2 separate regions of the Danio rerio genome follow, and region 2 is linked to region 1. A link is a contact called in public Micro-C data. All regions are on one chromosome and are shown on one strand. The core of a region is the stretch at or near the end of the contact, and the rest is flanking DNA. Distances in the headings are between cores, read along the strand shown.

Region 1 (5,073 bases), core at 1,398-3,897:
TTTATGACACTGTATAACAATAATTTATATTTTTACAGTACTGTGATGGTTGGAGAAGAGGTAGGCATTAAAAAAATACAATTTATCGGGTAATTTAATAGATAGCATAAATAATACTCTTTTCAACTACTGTTTTTACATTACTCTGACAGTTGGGTTTAGGATTGGGGTGGAGGTAAACGTTAATAAAATACAATACAGTAGCAGTAGAACTTGAAAGTGCTTGTAAAGCTCTGGAATTTGAAGTTAGAAAAGGTGTAAGAACCCTGTTCTTAATATAACATACAGTACCATACATCCACTTCCACTTCCTTATCACAATTCATTTTGGCTAACATTTTTTCAAATGAAAAATCATAATCAAATTCATCCATTATTGAAGTGTAAGATATTAAATGTCTTTTTAAAACCTTAATATTTTATGTCTTGCTGTAGATATACCAACAGATAGAAGAGAGAACTCCTTATTCGTAATATGTGGAACCTCAGTTTTACCACCTAAAAGACATATCCTGGGTGAGAGAAGAATAAATCCCTGGCACCTAATTATCTTAGTAAAGTTTCTCAAAAGGGTTGAATCTTTTTACACTGCCATAAAGCATGGAAGTATGTGCCAATCTCTTGTTCACTCATTTAATTCTTGTTAAAGAAAGTAAAGTGATTTTGTTGTATAATGAAACTGTACAGGCTGGTTCTTGTTAATAAAACCAAAAAAAAAAAAAATACAGAACAAAGCATTTGTTTAAGAAATATAAATGGTTTTCTATTATTAAAATATCTTTGATAATAACGAAACCGTTCTGACCTCTTAATTTCTAAACTATAGTGTATATCATTCACTTATTTGTTTGACAATGACATGAATTGATGCATAATACATAGAGAAAACACTGATTTGGCTATCCGTCTCAGTGTACGCACATATTTTGGTTGTATATAAATTATAGTCTGAATCCATAGCAATTTTTCTAAAGGTCAGCAAATTGTGCAAACGCGTTGTGAAGCATCAACCAGGAGTTGATGCCAAACCTTGACCCCTTTCTCAAAGCAGGCCTAAATAAATGTACAGTGTTACTGAGCGCCTCTGTACTGTGTTTGTTCCCACAGAGAGAGAGTTCTTTGTGTCTACATGAGTCATTTTAGTACTACAGTCACTGTCTGGTGACATTGCTGTATGTCTCATCTGCCTCCTGTCATGTACCATTGTGTAATTGGTATTTATTCATCTGTCTTTTCGTTTGTCTTTTGTCTTCTCGTCGTCTCTGCATCCATCTGCTAGATATCCACACAGAGGCAGTGCAGGCAGCTCTGGCCCGGCATAAAGAGGAGAAGATGGCCCTTCCAATGCCCACTAAGCGGCGTTCAGCCTTCGTCCAGTCTCCTGCAGAAAACTGCACTCCTCCCGGTGGGTCATGCATCGCCCACAAGCCTTCTGCTGCCCCTTCTGTCCAGATCTCACTGACCAGCAGGGTCTCAAAAAAAAAAAAAACCCAAACCTTAAAGGCACACTCTTGTGTTTAAGGCCACAATGTATTTGTATATATAATATATATTTGTATTTGCCACAATGTATTTGTGTGTATATATATATATATATATATATATATATATATATATATATTTTTTTTTTTTTTTAATTAATCTAGCTATATTTTATAAAAGGCTGATATTTTGAAGCCATTTTTTTCCTGCACTTAAAAAGACCATATAAAATGACTGCATTTTTTATTATTATTAAGCTGTTATTTCAGTATCAAGGAGTACATAATTTTTGTTGCATGGAATTAATTTCAGTTTACAATAATAACTTTAATATGTTATGCAAATTGTCAGATGTTGTATTTAGTTAATGTAGGATATATCAGGGTGTCAGCGGGGTCTTAAAAAGTCTTATATATATATATATCTTGGTGAGACCTGCAGAAACCCTGTATATTTTTGTTTATTTTCTAGTGATATTATGTTAATAACTCTATTTTATAGAACCATATTAAGTTAATATGGAATGTACCAGTTAATAGGAATGTAATGCAATTATTACCAGTCTGTTGATCACAAATTCTATAACGCTGCTTATTCTATCTTAAGTTGTCATATCAAACTCATCATGTATATGTGTCTGCCTTTTGTGGTCTTTATCTGTAAGCTTTTCGTTTTTATTTCTATTCATTATTATCTTTTTAAACTGTTGTTGTATGCATGTGGCCACAGATACATCGTCAGCGTCGGAGGATGAGGGCTCCCTGCGCCGGCGTCAAGCCGCAATCAGTGCAATGCTGGCTCAGAACCTCCAGAGTCCCGAATACTGGATCAACCGATCAGTCCAGGGCTCCTCCACATCCTCCTCCGCCTCCTCCACGCTTTCTCACGGAGATGGCAAAACGCACAACCACAACAACCACAGCCAGGGGCAGACCAGTGCGCTCGCAGATGTGCTGGCACACACCCGCATAGGTACTGCAGGATCATGAGTCACACAAACACACGTGTTCAAGTGCTGAATCACAGACGACACAAAGAAGAGCTTCAGTTTTTATATGTCTGGTACTTACGTAAGCTTGATTTACTTCCCAGTGATCAGGGCAAAGGAAAACAGCAGCAGATCTTAATTTCCAAGTTCGTCAGCTTTAACGGTGGCTATGCAAACCTGTTTGTTCAGTTGTGTGTCATATTGAATGCTGGATGAATCACTATGCTGTTATGTGTCTCCTTTACAGATACCAACAGCAGTAGTGGCAGTGTCCCGCCTGACGTCACGTCCACAGCGCCCCAGGACAGGAACTCCAGAGTAGACCTGCCAGCCAACATCGCAGTGAAGGGCATAAGCCGAGGCCAGAGCCGATCCAGTATGATGGACACTGCCGGCGGTATGGACAGCCTCACACACAGCTCTTACATGCTGGAGACCTTGAACTTCCTGAACTGTTAGACTTGTAGGACCCAGTTTGGCCAACACAATAGTCAAAGCAATCCCTCCCTCTAGACTTTTATGTTTCGGTAACTACAGAAAATTGTTGGAAATATATATATATATATATATATATATATATATATATATATATATATATATATATATATATATATATATATATATATATATATATATATATATATAAATATATATAAATATATATATATAAACATCATTTATGCACTCTGTGGGAGAAGCTTCACAAACTGTATGTTTCTTAAACAAGATTTCTGAGGGGGAGGAAAACAATGTTAGATAATTAGGTTTAAATGTACTTAAAGGGATAGTATACTCAAAAATGAAAATTTCTATCAATAATTACTCACCCTCATGTCGTTTCAAACCCCAGAGACCCTTGATCATCCTTGAAACACACATATATACAATATTTTTGATTAAATCTGAGAGCTCTTTAATCCACCATAGACAGCAACGGTCAGTGTTGCTAGATTGGTTGGTTTCAGATTTGATTGTGCAGGTAAAATAATGGCACAGGTGGGTTGAGAAAATTTGAAACGTGAATTTTATATGCAACTTATTCAACAACACTCCATTTAGTCAGTAGTGACAAGTGCATAGCGCAAATCGCGTAGGCCCACCTGCAAGAAGAGGTGAAGGAAAGTTGTATCAAAATCTGACTCCCGGACAAATCTGATTCCCCTCACACACATCATGTATCACCGGCAGTTAAACTTACAGCGGTTTATCCTGACACTTTTGTCGATAATTTTTTTACACAATTAACAGCAGGAACAAACATAGAAGCCTTGTCTGCTTGACAAGCAGCACCTAATTATGTTCAAAAGAATTTAAAATATCAAATAGGATGAATTTATACTCCATTTCGAAAGTAAAACATACTCTAATAGGTAGTGTAATCTACACAACAAGTGTAGTGTGTGGGTGAGAGGAGGCAGTGTTTCGATGTGATCTGTTTATGTTGTGGTTCTGTGACTGCTGGTGTTAGTTGCTGTATGGTTAAAAAATGGGTAGGTTAATTTCGATTTAAATGAATTCAAATTAAGTATTAATCTAATATTTTGGGCAGCTTTTTGTCAGTTTGGTTGTTTTGGACAGCTTTTGAACTGGAAAACATCAGCTTTATCTGGCAACACTAACAAAGCTCCAGAATTGTGCATGTGTCTTCAATGGTTTAATGGCTACATTATGAATATATGTATATTTATATTATATATAATTACTGAGGCCCACTGTTAGGCTCCCAGTTCACAACCACTGATATAAATTATATTCTTATCCTGCTTTATGGAATTAGTTTTTTTGCTTTGCGTTCACCACAAAAAAAAATCTCCACATGAAAACTCTAAACATACTGCAAGCAGCTGTAAACTAGCATGAGCAACCTGCTTCTGCATGTAAGAAGATAACTCTGCATCAGCAGGTATCAATAGTTCAAAGTGGGATGACAAAACGAGAACTGCAGATAAACAAACTGTGAATAAAGCAGGGCTTGGTAACCAGCATCATGCTGATCGCTTCCTTCATTCCAGACGCATCACGTTGTTAAAATATTTGTGGAAAAATCTGTTCAGGTGAGATGAATTAGCATTAGAACAGTCTTTAATCTGTCTAGAATTAGCTACTAGCTTTCACCCCTTTCGCATTTGTTGTCATAACTCATTCTTTAAACTGAACATCCAATCCGTGCAATCTCTCTTAACAATGGCCCTGATGCTGATTTAGGATATTCTATTAATGTGACACATTACAAAACTGTCCTGACATTAGGGTGCCACAAACATTTTAAAGGATTATTTAAAGGTCATTTTAAAAGAAATGGTTTTCATGCCTAATTAATAAGTTAGAATAGTCAAAACTCATCAGTTACATCATGTAAAAACTAAAATATCAATAATCCGAAATTTTATTTCAATCATCGTACTGTTAGTTTATTCTCTTCCAACATAAACAACACATAAACACCATTTCCTGTCTCATGCCTATTTTTAGAAGTCTTGTATGTTGATGTGGTTATGTTTTTATGCTAACGCTTTAATGTTTTGCTTCCTCTTTGGTCGTGATGCCACCTGATTGTAGGAAAAGGTAGGGCTGGAGAGTTGTTTAGTGCAGTGCAGTGACCC
Region 2 (5,073 bases), core at 1,058-3,557, 110 kb before region 1:
TGTTGGATTGCATTACTTTTGTTTTGTTTGGTGCTGATGACTTGCAGATGAGCTCTGCTTTTACGTTTGAGGTGAAAACATAAATCGTCTGTGTCAATATTGGGATTGTTCATTTTATTTACTATGTCATGTTAGCATGATCATTCCAGATATTGGCAGACCGTATATAGGATGTCTTAAATTAATACAGGTCAACTTGTGTCACATCCTGTGAACCCCAAGAGATTTTTCGCAGCTGTTCTTTCTGTTTTCTTTTCTCTGTTGTTCTATTGCTAAGACGTATGTAGTGCTTACATCTAGTTTCATGCATGCAGACTAACCAGTAAAAGCCTCCATGCATTGTTCAAGTGTTTTACTGCAGTTATTTCCTTAAAAAAATAGAAGTGAATGTTTAAGTGCACATGTAATTGCTTCACCACTAACATAAAAACTTTATACGAGCTTTGTGTTTATAATTGTAACCAGTAGAGGGCACCAGAATACAACTTGATTGAAATCAGTCAGATAAAGCTAAAGAAATATGCCTTGTTTGTAAAATTAAAACAATAAAACAACATTCTAATTTTACATGAAAGAAAAAGACTGTCTTTCAGGAAATATGTCAGCTTAATCTGTTTTAATTACCTTTATTTACTAAAGTGTTGTTTAGCTTTATTTACTTAGACGTATTATTAACAGTGAAAAGATTTTCTGCATAGTACTATCACTTTAAAGCATGTTTTTTGGTTTCCCAATAGGCAATATAATAATGAGGAAAGCATATTTTTATTGTGAATTAACATTTCAGTTAGGACTGTTTGCATTTTCCATCATGCTTTATTTAAACTTCTGTCCAAGCACAGGATGTCCTCCTCAAAAGAATGTAAATCAGTCAGGAAGGAAACTACAGTAGGACTGAATAAAGGCCCTCTGCAGGCTGGTCTTCCTCTCCTTCAAAGCCTTAAACCTTTAGTTTAGTTTAGATTACCTTTAGTTTTATTGATAACAAAATGGCTATTTTAAACTCAATAGTAGAGGATTAGATAAGAGAGTCTGCAGTTCAGAGATGGCAACAAAATAATGTTCATGACAGTTTTAGGGTTTGAATAATAATACTAGTATCCATAATAATAATCATATAAATATGTAATACAACAAATGTGGATGCTATGGAGATACTTTCACTTTTTGTTACTAAAACTGGGAATATAATATAATAGTGATAATAAATAAAAACAGAACACAATGAAATGAGGATTCTAAACATATATTTCAAATTTTACAAAACTACATTAAATATATTAAATTAGTTTGTTTAATTAAGTTTTACCATTTTAAATGCATTTAAATTAAGTTAGAGCTTAATATAAAATTATTTTTATAATATTAATATATTAATCCCCGTGTTGGCGTGGGTTTCCTCTGGTTTCCCCCACAGTCCAAAGACATGCGCTACAGGTGAACTGAACAAACTAAATAGGCCATAGTGTATGAGTGTGTATGGATGTTTTACCAGTACTGGGTTGTGGCTGGAAGGGCATTTGCTATGTAAAGTTAGCATATGCTGGATAAGTTGGTGGTTCATTCCGCTGTGGCAACCCCTGATTAAGGGACCAAGCCAAAGGGAAATTCATGAATGAATAATAGTGATAATAATCATAATAAATAAATAAAAACAGAGCACAGTGTAATGAGAATACTAGATATATATTTTACTTTTAGTTACAAACTAACTACATGAACTAATTATATTGAACTATTTTAAGTTGAATTAATTTTTACAATTTTAAATACATTTTAAATTCTGTTAGAGCGCGTTATGTTTATAATATATTATTTTATATTATTTATTCATGTTTTAATTCCATATCAGCAGCATTGGCTATATTCAAGGAAAAACCTATACCAAATATACAGTATTATTATTTTATAATATAGCTATTTTATCATCTCTGATTGAAACCCCCCGAGAAGTGTAATAATTGGCTTAAAAGATTTTCTGAAAAGACTGGAAGGAACAAAAATAAGTTTGCATTTAGCTCTCGAAATACAGATAGTATTAAGCCATTTTATATTACTGAACAGATTCACATTAACGTTTAAATGACTTAACAAAACTTTAACCACATTACAGTCAATAAATGAGTTTCTGTAATGTGTCAATTATACCGTACCTCACAGCATCGCCATCGACCACCACGTTGGCAGGATCAAAAACACCTCAGGTGAGTGTTGGGAGGCTGTGTTCTGACAGCAAAATCTCGCGATATTTGAAGGGGAGGGGCGTGTCAGATTCCAAGAGAGGAGAGAGAGAAGAGAGAGGGATAGAGGGGCGCTGTGGTAAGTTTGTAAACATTCTTCATCTGTCAAAAATGTGGTTTCTGTGATTGTGTAGACTTAAAAACAGAGTCTAAGTGTTGTAAATATGCGTTTAAAAAGTTCGTCTGTGGCCGCGAGTAACTTTTAAGAGGCGCTCGTGAGGCTGTCAGATTGGCAGTGGGCTACAGACGGAGTCGCGTTCACTGCAGCTCGCTCAGAGCTCTTGACAAGCGAGAGCAGAAAATCTCAGGGATAGAAAAGTACCTCTGGCCATCATTTATCACCTTATTTTTTGTCAACACTGTATTCAATTATGCTACCGAGTGTTCATATAGTGTAAGTATTTACGTTTTCTTGTATACATAAAGAGGCAAATTGGACACGATTACTTAGTTTGCTTCAAAGTCCCTTTTTTGCATACTTTTGTTTTCTAGCGGGGGGAGTACGAGCGGCCTGTACACCGAAAGTCCGTGAATTCCATCTTTTGAGTGGGATTTCCGTCCGCCAATGAGACATGACTAACAGTATTGATTGACGTGTGTTGTGGCCAAACAGCAATTGGGGATCTTTGATAGACGCGCGAGTGACCAATCGTAGTAAGTGTAGGGCGGGCACGTACGGGAAAAGGCTGGCTTTAAAGTTGGCATGTTCGCAAGACATCAGGTTAGCATGGGTTTGCTAAATAGTTAGCGACGTTTATTTTCGGCTCGGCCACTAGAAACTAGCGTTATTTTTTAGTGTAATCTATAAATTCAACATACAAAGTACAAATTGCACATTAAAGTGTCACTTAACTTTATTTAAATAAATTGGGCAGCCGTGTCTTTTGTTTTTATTAGTAAACATGCTATCTAAAAAGTTGTGTTAGTTATAGAAAACCACCATGATTGGCAGAATAACGAATTTATAAATATAGTTTTTTTTAAATATATATTTTTAACATAAATTTATTTATTTATTTATTTATTTATTGCTGAATGTCTTACTAATTGCCTTCCTGTAATTACTGCTTTATTCCACCTCATGCAAATGTCAACTGTAAATCTCAACATTTGCTTGCAATGTAAACAAACAATACATGTTTATTGCATGTTTGTTTGCTAATATACAAATATGTTATATAAAACAAGCACCTGCTGTTAATCAGATTGTTATCGTAAGTGTTGGCCAAGAGTATTGTGATAGAACAAAGACAAAGTGAACATTTCACATAATTATACGTAATACTTCTAGTGTGAAAATAAGGCTCTGCAAAACAGCTGATAGTAGTCAACTATATTTCATCTGAGCGTGTGAATGGTCCATCTTAGTGCTGTAAACACCATCTGTATGTCTGTGGAACTGTAATTGTAGATATGGGTCAACTTCACTTGGCACTCATTGAATTCCAATAATGTTACTGTTTGTAATGACTGCACGTCCTCATATAATACATCATCGTCTCAGTTGACATATTTTCATGTGCGCTAGTGAGCATTTTTGCAGCTGTTACTGTAATTGCCTCACAGCGACTTGATTAATGCAAGTTCAGAGCCTTGCTTGTGTTTTTTTTTACCCCGGCTGTAGAGCAGAAAAGCTGTTGCAGAAGTTAAAAACTCCACAGGAAAATGGATTTTAAGAGTAACTGATAAACCTTTAAAAACAGTTATGTTAGGAGCTCAGAGGTTATCCGATTATATATGCTTTTATTGAATTTGATTGTTTTTACCAATTCAGTTTAATTTGTTCATATGTGTTTTTGATGTGCCGTTGCATTGTTATTGTCACACATGGCAAAAGCTAATATAATTAATATTGTCATCATTTAAAACGCAGTAAATGGTTGAACATTTTAAGGTTTTTATGGACTTCTAGTTTTAAAAACTGCTGTTATCACATTTAAAAAATGTTTCGAGCCAAATCTTAAAACTATCCTGTGGTGTCAAGCATAGTTCAATAAATTACAGCTCTTGTAAATTAAATAGAAAAGTCATAAAATCATTAATAAATACCTCAGGTCTATTTTACACCTGGAAATTTTAGTAAATAACAATACTTTTTTTTTTTTTTAATCTGTGCATATATATATAAACAGGATCTTGATACATTTTGTCCTACATATGCTTATTTTAAATTGTCAAGACCGCATTCAAAATCATGTGATTCAAGCTCATGACGTGCACCTGTTAAGGCTGATTTATACTTCTGCATCAAGCACATGCGTATACTCAGGCGCTACCTTTGTGTGGTTGCATACCCCTCGCCGTGGCTAATGCCGGCGTTGACGTGCACTACTCAAAAAATGTAACTACACGTTACAACAATGCACATGGCAGGCTCTGTGATTGGTCAGCTCGGTAGCAGTGACTAGTGTGGAGCGGGAGCAGTTGAAGTGGTGTTTGAAAGTGGGTGTTTAAAAGTGTTAAGTCCCGTGAAGGAGCTCCAGATGAAAACTTTTGTTTTATGTTTGCCTTATGATTAATGTTGTTGCACATACAGTACGCCGGTCCCTCCTCAGAATGAGTAAGTTTTAGCTGTTTGTACAGTAAGGGAGCATTCAGAAAAAACAAAACATCAACGAAGAAACTCAACAAAGGAACTTAAAACCTCACTGCCAGCTAGCGTTTCAGAGGTATAAATGTACTACGTGCAACGCAGGTCTCGTGGGTCACGCCAATCACTCAACGCAGAAGTATAAACCAGTCTTTACACCCAATTCACACGAGGCATCTGCGTTAACGCTTGATGCAGGGTGTGTCTAAAGTTGTAGTTGGCGTGATAGTCATAGCAGCATTA

Evidence for each region. A called contact is a pair of places that touch in the nucleus more often than the background predicts.
Region 2: a contact with region 1 is called in a Micro-C map of caudal fin, with 7 times the contacts expected there. The contact joins the promoter of atf7a here to the enhancer-like site in region 1. A contact is called at or near these places in 3 of 18 Hi-C or Micro-C datasets (caudal fin, hematopoietic stem cells and an unstated tissue).

The regions. Positions count from the first base shown.
Region 1 is chr23:30,307,350-30,312,422 of GRCz12tu, reverse strand. It overlaps dip2ba (disco-interacting protein 2 homolog Ba), which reads left to right. Exons shown (of 38, transcript NM_212963.1): 4 at 1,280-1,405; 5 at 2,212-2,454; 6 at 2,718-2,867. Among named protein-coding and RNA genes, the nearest start is that of si:dkey-9p24.5, 38 kb to the right of the region's middle. Within about 2 kb of position 2,647, at least 4 of the 62 cell types and tissues checked have an H3K27ac peak or open chromatin away from gene starts, as enhancers often do. A contact at or near this core is called in caudal fin, where this site is marked.
Region 2 is chr23:30,414,178-30,419,250 of GRCz12tu, reverse strand. It overlaps atf7a (activating transcription factor 7a), which reads left to right and starts at 2,307. Exons shown (of 12, transcript NM_001030205.1): 1 at 2,307-2,319. asb8 (ankyrin repeat and SOCS box containing 8) reads left to right here. Exons shown (of 4, transcript NM_199770.1): 4 at 1-344.